Regions from separate parts of the Gasterosteus aculeatus genome. Here region 1 is linked to region 2. A link is a contact called in public Hi-C data. All regions are on one chromosome and are shown on one strand. Each heading gives the region's core, a stretch centred on a gene start, on an enhancer-like site or on the middle of the called end of the contact. The rest is flanking DNA. Distances are from core to core; before and after follow the strand shown. Region 1 has its middle 38 kb from the start of LOC120811894. Region 2 has its middle 24 kb from the start of agtr1b.

What was found. Hi-C and Micro-C count contacts between places; a contact is called where the count stands out from the background.
Region 1: a contact with region 2 is called in a Hi-C map of skeletal muscle, with 3 times the contacts expected there. The contact joins two enhancer-like sites. A contact is called at or near these places in 2 of 6 Hi-C or Micro-C datasets (both in skeletal muscle).

What each region holds. Positions count from the first base shown.
Region 1 is chr21:16,038,415-16,044,407 of fGasAcu3.hap1.1, reverse strand. No RefSeq gene overlaps it. Among protein-coding and RNA genes, the nearest start is that of LOC120811894, 38 kb to the left of the region's middle. Within about 2 kb of position 4,702, at least 1 of the 9 cell types and tissues checked has open chromatin away from gene starts, as enhancers often do.
Region 2 is chr21:15,934,390-15,940,096 of fGasAcu3.hap1.1, reverse strand. No RefSeq gene overlaps it. Among protein-coding and RNA genes, the nearest start is that of agtr1b, 24 kb to the right of the region's middle. Within about 2 kb of position 1,931, at least 1 of the 9 cell types and tissues checked has open chromatin away from gene starts, as enhancers often do.

The DNA.
Region 1 (5,993 bases), core at 3,453-5,952, 100 kb before region 2:
TGACCCTCGCTTCTCTGTCTCGGTCTTTCTAGTCGACCGGTGGTGTCGTGCTGGCCTCTGCCGGGCCCCCGGGGAGTCGTCCTTGGCGCATTGGGCGACTGTGTCTGGCCTTCCACTGCCGGCCCCCCCCCCCCCACCCCCCCAGTGGCGCCCAGACCGTGTCAGTTCCCTGACGTGTCCGAACTCTGAAACGGCCTTCACTCCGAGGGGATGTTTTCTCTCCCCGCGCAGCTCGGAGAGAGAAGGTCAAGTTCGGCCCATCAGTCACTGGCCAAAGGGCGGGGCCTAGCAGGCGGTGGCCATCAAGGGCCGGTAACACGTTCAGTAAGTCCAACATCGTTTTGTAGTGCTGAATGATTACCCGTTTTATTTTCATTAATATTAATACGTTAAAAACACATCTAAAAGGTGAAGTTGTTACTGAAGACGCTAACATCCTGCTTTCGTGTGGATCTATGACACCATTTGACCTCACATGAAGACGGCTTCGCGCGCACACGGGTCACATGTTCACCCTCAGTTCAAAGCAGGGAATCCATGAGGTGGTCGTCTGTGTGTTTACCCAAGTCCGGTTCAGTGTTTTCAGGTGCACACACACAACCTTTTACATGCCCTTCTTTTCACTGCTCCCCCCCCCCCCCCCATACACCCCCCCCACACACACACACACACACACACACACACACACACGGCTTACAACCGCATCCATACCCATATTGACGCACACTTTCCCTGGTGTTGTTTTACCAGGGGGAGAGCAGCAATGGTCTGGAACAGGCCTGTTTTTTAGTGCGGGTCAAAGTTTGGCCAGGCCTCAAGGCGGCAGCCATGCGATCCCCCCCCGAGGAGCCTCTGCTTCGGGACCCGTTTGAACCTCCACCTGCTGGGAGAACTTCACTTTAGATACATTGTTCAGGCCTTTCCAAACACTGCGGAGGGGAGGCGGGACATTATGCTACACTGCATGATCAGTCCGCTCTTTGTACTGCGCTTTGAGGGTCACCTTCATTCTTGGACCATGTAGTGTGAAGATGAAGTGCATTAACTCCTGTGGTCACACACATGGGCCGAGCAGAACCTTTTTTTTTTTTTCCTCGGCTTTAAAAAACGTGCTCATGTTCTATACGGGCCGATAGTTTGTCCTCCGGTAATCAGTCAGTGGGGTACTGTCAACATGACACATGTGACATCATAATGCATACCGAGAATCCATAAAAAAGGCTGCGTGAAAGGCTCTAATAAACGGTCTACTTGAGACTAGCGCTCAGCGGTAGTTTGAATTTGGATTTAAAAGTGACCCCAGGGTGTGTCAGGCCGTCAATAACCAGGACTTCTTCATGATCACATTGCATCAATGTAACAAAGTAACTTTCATGAAACTAAATCTACCTTGATAGAACGTCAAAATCTGTCATACTTACTAATAAAAACAAAAACACCTTGACCCTCCACCTTGTGCGGAGAAAACATATCCCTAACTTATGCTTTAATCTGATCACATGCCATTTTCCAATCAGTCACCCCCCCACACACACATGCAGCACAGAGTCCACCGTACGGACAAAAGGTGCTGCTGCCGGCCGTGTGTTCAGTTCTTCTCTCTTTTCCGCCCGTGAGCTCTACTTGTCGGGAAAAAAGGCAGGATGAGACGTCATCCATCTCCAGCTAACAGCCACCAGTCTGGCCCCATGCTGGAGCCCCAGAGAGAGGAAGCGATCGCTCACAGCACAGGAGCACATTCCCCCTCAACAAGGGGGGGGGAGGAAGGGGGGAGAGGGGGGCGAACAAGGCCGTTTAACCCATCGAGGCCCGGTCCACTTCACTGTTATTGTGCGGGTCTCTCTATGTGTGTGTGTGTTTCTGACACTGTGTTAATGGGCGTGACCCGGTTCCTCCTGTTCGGGTCGGTCGGCTGTTCAACACACAACACAAATACAGTAGACGTGTACCCCCCCCCTCCACCCCCCACGCCCACCACACACACCCGTCTCTCCGTTACTCCTCTACATATATATCCAGGAGCACCTCTCTTGTCTCCCTCCGTCCTCGTGGACGTACGGAGCGAAACCAGCCTGAGGAATTGACACTCCGAGTGTTCCCCACACTTTTTCTAATGGCATCGGAGCCCCCCGCCACTGCCGGGATGGAAGGTGTTTAGCGCCTCACTGTTTTTACTTTGACGGAGGAGGGACACTAGCGCTCCCCTGGCTCTGTAGGCTGAGACCAGTTCCGCTGTTATCATTTCCACTCTGGGCACGCTCCCCTCCCATTGAATCACATGTATTTATGTGTGTGGGGAGGGGGGGGGTTTAGCCCGCGGCTAGCCGCGATAGCCCCGTAAGCCCGAGGCCTGGACTGAGACGCGATGCAGATGCCCGTCTAGGTGACAGCCAAGGTGAAAAGCCCCATCTTGCACACGGGCGAAGGCCTTGGACAGACGGACGTGTGATGGAGAGAAACCGGTTGACCGTGCACCATTACAGAAATAGACCTGTCCGTGAAGAATGAGGCTACGGCGAAGGCAGCAGGGGAAATGAGAGAGGTCCCGCGCGGTGAATGCGTACGAACTGGAGCCATCGAGCGGAGGAGGAGGCGAGAACTCAACGGGTAGTTAGGTCAAGAAATGAAAGGAAATGGAGTCAATGAATGTTAGGCAGAACGACTTTTAAACAATAAAATTGACGACCCTTGTCTGCAGAGGTAAAGTGTGGACGTGGTGAGCCATGACCAAAAAGCTATTGTTGACTAACGTCAACCGAGTGCGTTATCTTTGACCCCTGCGGCTGGAAATGGGAAAAGAGTGAAGTGAGGAAGCAAATACGAATTACAGACAAACGTGTGGCTGTATGACAATGGAAGGAAAATAAATGGCTCTTTACACATTCAGAGTCAATTCTCTAAATGATCGCACGGCACCAAGTATCCTCAGGTAAACCCGTTTGTATTCATAGAGAAAGTGCAACAACACCTTTTGTTTTCTTCACGAAAGAACGGCATTGTGGGAAAAGACAGACTGCAAAGGTCATAATTATTCGCGGTCATGCTGCTCCTCACTTAACAGATGGAGACAACCTGAGTCAACATTTTTCAATTAAAAAAGAGAACACAAACAAACCGAGGGGAAGAGAGAGCACACACAGAGACGTACACACAAGCTGGGAAAAAACGGATATGACCTTGAGGACCCGATACCTCATTAAAAGTGATGCTCCGAGCCCAAAAAAACCCGGCTAATTAGAGAAATCCTGCTCACACTTAGCAGTACCACACATGGTGGGGGGTGCAAGAGATTCTCTGTATGCCGAGTGTCGAAACAAAGCTCGTTTCATCCTGATCGAAGTGCAAATATCTGACGTCAATTAAGCCTGGAAGAGGAGGGCGAACTGAGATACATTGAATTTACACACTAGCGTGTCCACATGAACATATGGATGCATTACGTTTTGGACGTGGATGGATGGTGACCTAACTCACTGAAAGAACAGCAACTCTACATGACGGAAGGTTTATATGAATCCGAAACCAGGTTTGTGATGTCATACACAAAACACACAGGGTTCATAGATAACAATGAACGAGTGGTTTGTCCTTAAACAACTGAGTGAAGGTTTTAACTTAATAGTTTTAACGTGTTCATTAGTTATTCAAATATAAAATGTATGCAGTCTTGGTGTGTGTGCCTCTGCCATTGTAGAAAAAAGCATTAAATAAAAAGTTGTTTGAAGCTTTGGTGGCTCCGGGGGGAGCTGCATGAACTCTGATAAATTGCCTCCAGTGATGTCACTTCAGTCGGTGTCGATTTTTGGGCCGAAAACTACAGGTTTCAAAATGAAAAGAAGCCTGTGTGTGTGTGTGTGTGTGTGTGTGTGTGTGTGTGTGTGTGTGTAGTTGAGCTTACCAGACCTCCGCAGAGCGCTTTTCATCTCTGCCGGAGGGGAGGACGGCCGCTCGCGGCTGCGTTAGCCGCCAACGCCAAATCGCTCTCACCCAACTGTCGGCGTTCAAGCTCTGTGAGAAATGTGGCCGCCATGTTTACTGGCTGAAAACATGGTTTCTTTCTATAATTAGTCTGCTTGCGCGCCTCAACACGTGTGTGCTTTAGGGGCCGTACGGCCATCGGATGTGCGTTCTCAGCCCGTTGTCATTGGAATAGCGTAAAAACGTACTTCCGGCGCGCCATTTTGCGCCACGTTGGCCCCGCGGGCGCAATTAAGCTGAGGCGGCAAAACGACTAAGTTGGGTTTAGCGACGTCCCTTTAGGACACAAGTCTCCCTGTTGCGAGTGTTTGTTTGACCCATTGGCCTGAAACAAAACAAATGAAACGCCATTGAGTTGATGATACATGAGTTCAATCAGTGTGGTACGTCGGTCATGCAGGCTTTTGTTTCATGGACCCCGGTGTTAAGACACCCATCCCCCAAAACATTTATATACAGCAAATATATTCATTTTCGTGGTTTCGGGTGAAACTAGCCTTTAACGGCAAAGAAACATCGGTAATGTTAACTTTTGTTTGATTGACAGGAGCGTCCTGGTAAACATCATTTCAAGCTGACAGCCCTGAAGAACTCAGCCGAAAATGTGACAGCCGTCACAGACCCGCATCCACACATGAAAGGGCTTTGTGTTGTGGAGCCCCTCTACTGAGACAGACGAGGACACGTTGTTCTCAGTTAGAAACAGACATTCAGAGAGAGAGAGGGAGAGTGCACACAGTGTGTGTGTGTGTGTGTGTGTAGCCTTACTGCGATAGGACAAGGAGTGCTGATTTAGACATAGCTAACCCAAACACAGATGCCTCGGTCCTTCCTTCCTGCGGGTAACAGAAGGAGACCCAATGTGTTCAAGAGGCCGGAGCTGACAAAGGGATTAATCCGACGACAACAAATGCTGCAATCTTTGGCATAAGTCGCAGCAGAAAAGTACACGTATCGCATGGCCTCAACGGCAACTGACGCAGACGCACGCAAACGCGGGCAGCAATCATGGAAGAAGCTGCAAAAACTATTCCATTAGCTGTGGGAACGAATCTGCAGCAGTGATTCTTTTTTTTTTTTTTTTTTTTATCGACATATAGCGTCTCCCACTGGTAATCTGTCAATCTAGCCATTATCTCTTGCCTTCTCACCATTGTTGGATCTCACATCTTTTCTCTCTTTATCTCTTCCTGTGTCTTTTTCACTCACACCCTGTCTGAACGCTGTTATGGGGGCTGATGGGAACCTGTGAACATCTGCCTGCGATACAGTGGGAGGAGCAGACAGACAGAGACCGAGATGAGGTTGAGTTCATGTGAACCACCCATGGTGCCGGACTGTTACGGCCATCAGTAAATCCACCATCTCGCCGCTATCAAAAGGTTCACTCTCTGCCTCTGCGTCCGTTTGTGTGTGTGTGTGTGTGTGTGTGTGTGTGCGTCCATGTTTGTCTGTGCGAGCCTCCGTGTATGTGTGTGTTTTCTTCTCAAATAACATAATCCCATAAGAGGATGGGAGAGAGATTTTTTTTTTTTTGAGGATAAGGGGAGAAAAGAGAGGAAGAAATGATGGCAGTGAAGAGAGAAAAGGCGATGAAGGGAGGGTGGGAAGGGGGGGGGGGCAGAGTAGAGCAGGAGAAAAGCATTAGTAGTTCCAGCCAGCTGCCAAATGATGCCCTTGATTGCCTCTCTTCTTGTGCAGAAACAGAAGGTGTGAGGGGTGATTAGGCCTGGGCCCGATCCCTGATGAACAGATGTTAATAACAAAGCCCATGTTCATTGTGGTTAATAGCCAAGCGCGCCGGGGCTGGCTGCTGAGGCTAGGGGAAAATCTGCCTCCATAGCTCTTCTCCTCCCCTCTCCCTTCATGGGAGAGAGATAGGCTCCCTCTACTAATGTTTTGCCTGTACACTAACGTAATGAGCATGGTATTTGCAAGAAAAGGTAATGATAATCAGTCACGGGGGCAGAAAAAAGCCGGCAAATGATGGCGCGTCGCGTTCAGGAGATAGAGGA
Region 2 (5,707 bases), core at 682-3,181:
AAGAAGCCCTAAGTGTTTCTCCAGAGGCCTTGTCGGCCTAGTCTAGTCAATAAAACATTCGGAGCGTCGTGAATTCTTCATTACGTCTCTGAGGCCGAGGTCTCCACGCGTCTCTCTCTCTCTCCTCCTCCTCCTTCTCTGACGTTTTGAAGACGCTGGCAGCTGATAGATCAATAGACAACGTTCTTACAGGAGCGAGCGGTGTACCTTTCATGCAGCGCTAACTTGTTTCTTCCTGCGCCCCAGGTGTCCCAGTGGCGTCCGTCCAATCAGAGAACCCCCCCATAAGAAGCGGCCCAACCGACCACAAGGCTGATCGTTCGCTTCCTGAATGCATTCCAATTCCTTCACGGGCGTATGAGCAATTTTTTTACAGTAGTTTGAGCAGAGGTGGAACCGCTTCACATAATCTCGCGTCGACCGGCTCCACTGTCGGCCCGGTGACAAATCGCGTTAAATCCCCGGCTGAGCTCAAGCACAAAGTGGAATAAGCTTTTCTCGTGGCAATAAACATTTGCGTAGGGACAGTGGAGAACGCTCCTGTGATCAGTGTTATCCGTCCTGTCAGCGCAGCAAAACATCCTCCACCCAGCAAGTCACAGCTGGTGGTAATGGATGTTTATCTTGTTTCGGTTCCCTCTGGTCCTGTTGGGCTTTTATTTTTTTCTCCATATTTAACTAAAGTGTAATTCAGAGCTTAAACAGCGTGTGCGGACAACATTTACAGTGGGTGCTGCTGGATTGGGTGAGTTGGGTTGGGGTCGATTAGGGGTCATGTTTGGTGTGATGCCCGGTGGGAGGGTGGGGGGGGGGGGGTGTCAGCAGGTCAGTTAAGTATTAACCAGCGAAGGGCTTTTGCATTGTTTTCTCATTGTCTTCTCGTCTTTTCTCCTCTCCTTTCTCCTTTACAACCTTCTAGCCGTTGGTTTCCACGACTAACTTGACTCTAACTTGACTTTAGGGCGCAGCTTCAATTGTTTAACCTTAAGCTGACCATGACAAAGGAGCCCTATCAAACGCGCCAGCAGGTTCACTTACACCAAAACAGCGCTGTAGCAAGAATAATAAGTCCAGAAAAAACTAAAACTTAGTGTGTCAGGTTGTGACACAGCCTCACATGTAAGGATGGAAGCGTCCAACAAGAAGGTTGTATATCTCTTAATATCATTGATTATTATTTGTGTTAATCCTTTGGCGTTTATTGCTTATTTCATCCAGCCTAACTTCAAAGGTATAATTATTCATTATAGAAAAAGTAATCATTCGAGCTCCAATGTGTAACACCGTTTGACACGAATTACGTAAGAATAGTAATCCTCAAAGGGCAGCTGCAGAAACGTTAGTGCAATTAATGCCTCCTGCTTTGTGTACCCACAAACTCTGTTATTTAACTGCTCAGACTGACTCTCCTTGGTCTCGGAGGCCTCGGAGGACCGTGGCATGAATCCCACCCCTGCCTCATCATCGCACACACATGCCCCCCCCCCCCGCACCCACCACCCCATCCTGTTTGAGCTTCATCAAAGCAGAAGTAGCTCAAGGATTGCTAATGCTTCAGACGGTAGCACCAGTCCTAACAACCCTGAGGTTGAGGAATTCTTTGCAGCTCACTAAGGTCATTTCCCCCCACCACCCCCCCCCCCCACACACACCCCCTTTCCCTCACTCGCTTTCTCCCTCCATCTGACCCCCCCCCCCCCAAAATGCTTTTCTCTATTAATCAGAGCTCGCAGCTCAAACTGGTCTTCAACTTCCTCCCCAATCCTGGCTAAGCCTGTCATTTCTGGCTATTATTTACTTTAATGGGCTTTGGCTGATCCCTGGCAAAGCCTTGGATCTGAGAATAATGCGGCTGAGGGTAGCGGGCCCAGACGCAGGCGCGGGGCTGCCTGTAGATTAGCTATGGCAGATGGGCTTTACAGGGGCTTCCTGTGAGCAGGAGTGTTGATTGAGAGGGCATAATGAGAGAGGTGGTGTCCTCACAATGGACCCAGCCACCTCGCTGCACCTCTTGCGTCCAAACAACCTCTGAGCCCCTCTGCGTCCTCTCTCTCTCTCTCTCTCGCTCACTCGCTCGCTCTCTCTCACCCTCCCCCCTTCTCTCTCTCTCTCTCTCTCTCTCTCTCTCCTCTGTGTGGAAGTCGGGGAGCAGAAACAAGCACAAAAGCAACTGTAAATAACCATGAATGTTAATCCACCATTAATTGGTTCCCTCTTAAACTGGGTGTGCACTTCCACAGGCCGGGCTCCTCTGCGGGCCGTCAAAGGCAAAGACCCCCCCTCCCCCTCCCCCTTTTTTTTATTGTTTACTTAACCAGCTTCTTCTGTATTTCAAAAGATAATGATAACACAATTGACCATGGCTACAGTGTCGAGACGACCTCACTTGATGCTGCTGTGGTCTGAAAGAGAGAGTGTGAAATCTCAGCCATGATATTTTGCCTCCCCCCCCCTCCTCCCCTCCTCACCCCCCCTCACAAAGTTCCTAGTTTAACCCTTTCTCTCCACTTTAGAATGTAGATAAAACTGAAGCACCGTCATTGTTGTCCCTCCCCCTTACCCCCCCCCCCTCTCACCTGTTTCTCCACACACAGCGGTGTTGACACTGGGCGACACTGGGGGCGAACACTCGGCCGGTCCCCGGGGTCAAGTTTGTATACAAGAGTTTAAATTTTGTTGCATCCGACTCTCTCTTGTCTCCGGCTCGGGAAGTTTCCGCACACAAGAGCCGCCACACAATCCCGCAGACTCCAATTATCCCCCTTCCTCCGAGCGCCTTAAGCAAGTTTCTCTAAACTCCTTTCACGTCGCTCTTGTCAGGCGGTGAAAGAAAAACTAACCACCATGTCAAGAGAACTCAGCTGCCTGGCAACAGGGCCGCAGTTTCATTCTGATTTGCTTGGAGGGTTTTTGGGGAGTAATGGGAATTGACAATGTTTTAAGCCAGTCACGAGTGTTGTTTCGTCACCTCTGAAACGCAAACACAAACGCTTTGTTTTTCCAAAGTATTGAGGGTGATTGATGTTTGGAGGCTACAATGCTATCATTCATTTCTGCCTGGTGTTTTTTTTTTTTTTCCGCCGGGATGGATGTCATATCTTTTCACGGCAAGTTAAAGGTTTTTGAAGGAGCATGAAAATGCGCGGCTTTTCATTCGGCGGCAGACGGCGGCGCGGCGCATGCGTTCCTTTAGCTGGTGAAGTTTAATGATTCCATTCAGCCTGTGTTCATCTCACCCAGAAATAATTTAATAAGAAACTTTGGCCTTTAGAAGTATCTGTGTCGTGTCACAATAGACGCGGGACGGACAAAAGACAACCCTCAATGCAACAAAGAAAAAGTCCTGAATACGAAAGGCTTTGATACTTTCCAGTTGTTTGTTCTGGGACTTTTTTTTGTTAAGATCTGTTTTTCATGACAGACTTTGATGCTACAATATCTTTGCAGCTTGGTTATCCGAGAAAATCAGTGAAAAGAAATTAGTTCCCCATTTAAAAAAACAACTTTAGTTTCAAAATTTCTTTTGTGTTTTTTATAAACACTGTACGATTAATATATTTAATGTTGTATAATATTGTCTATACCTTTTACCCAATATGTGACTATACACAGATTTTGGAGATAGATGAATTATTGATTACTTTGTGATTTAGCAGTTTGATCATATGGAAGCAGCCAATATTTTGATGATCTTCTCTTGTTATTAATATTGTTGTGTTTTATTGGATACATTCTGCACATAAAACAAATACACTATTTTTATATGCTATTTAAATGACATTTTTCATATCATATTTACAACAACTGCTCGACATTCAACGTTTTTTACTTAATATATTTCTTTCATTTAAGCACTAAAAGTGTGACTTGACGCCAACAATGACGTTTCTTCTGTCATTCAACCATTGGATAGTCTTCTGTGTCCCACACGCCCGCTTTTATCCCCACAGAACTGTGCTTGATTGTATGATTTGGAAGCTGGTAATTTCTTCTGCTCCAAAGAGCATTTTTCAAAAGGCACAAATGACACAATAAGAAAGCCATCCATCACAAAGGAAAATTTGTGTAGCAATAAATGGCAGTCTTTTCCTCTCTCTCTCTCTCTTCTGTGTCCCGTGCGAAGCTCGGATGAATATCGAGGCAGACAGCAGAGAACAGTCGACAATAACCTCAGTGACATCAAAGCGCCAGGCAGTGGTACGGGGGTGGGGGGGCCACAGAGGGCCCGAGACAAAATAAACAGCGGCGATGTCAAAGCCCGCGTATCTGTATCTTTGTACAGTGGTAGGTCTTCAGAGTGAATCCTGCGTCAACGCCGCTGCGTTTTTTTCCCGAGCGACACCTGCGATGGATTGTAAAGCTTAATCTTTGCTGCAAATGATTTCCTCCCACCCGCGGACACCAGTGGCCTCTGTGATAATGCACCATCGTATCCCCGCAGACAACACAAAGACTTAATTTTCTTAATTGTGAAAAACCCCACTGTTCACTATGAGCGTCTCGCATGTGTTGCCGTTTCAAAGAAGGTTTCTGGTAAATGGAAAGTGTAATCTGTCACCAGCATTTAGGGGCTCCTTTATATGCGGCTCCATTTGCGTTGTATGAAGTCACAATGGCACGTATGTGATATTGGTGCAGAATTCATGCATATGGTGCATGTAATCCCGCGAGCTGACATCAAAACTCCCCCTACATTCATTTCCATTTTGGTTTTCGGTGGTCTTATCACAATACACGCTTCCATTTTAACATACAGCTGCTTTGATCACACACGCAGAATTATATTAAAGGTCTTGTAGCGATCAACGATATCGTTTGACTTAACGGGTGATAGGAAGTCATCACTTCAATAAAAAAGGAAAATCTATATTGCAACAGATGCATATCTATATGCAACAGACATAAAGAGAAGTCTTATTTGAGATGTAGCTCATTTATAATCACCATCATGCTGAAATAATCAAGAACTACACCACCAGCACAAATAGTGCTTGGTGTGAGAAACATATCTGGTGTCTCTCAGGTTCTGACACTGTCTGAAATGTCTTCCTGCATCCATAACAAATGGCTCCTTGCACTCATGCCATCTGTCCTTAATGAGTCCATTTTCTCTCTAAGCCATTTCCATACTGTATTGTGCATTGCCTTACATGCATTTGCATAATTGTTCAAAGATTTTGCGCCAAAATAGATATCCATGCTGGGAGTGAGTGTGAGAGGAAGAAGCCGGAGAAGAAAAGAAAGGGGGGGGGGGGGAGAAAGGAGGCAGAGTGAAGATGTTTGTGAAATAATGCGCAGAGAAAATGTATTTTTCCTCCTCCGAGCCCCACGGTAACCTAATCAGGAGTTGCTTTATCTGCTAATCCACATTTAAACTTTAACCTGTGGGGGGGGGCTCTTTGTGCAAGTTAATGTAAGCATAAAAGCAGAGGCCGGCCTGAATCACTAATCAGATCCATCATACGTTGTAGAACTAAATAGCTTTTCCAAAAAAGGAAATGGGAATTAGCGTGACTTCCGTCAAAGGAGACGCGGGGTAAACTTTAAATTAAACAATGGCAACATAACAAAATGGTGGAGTGGAATACATTAAGTGTTCAAAAGGCAACTTCTTAATCAGCTCAGCTGTCTGAGCCAGACACAAGCGGGGATGTCGGGTCGCTTGGTAAATGAAGGCGTGGACGGGCAAACCTTCGGGACGCAGACA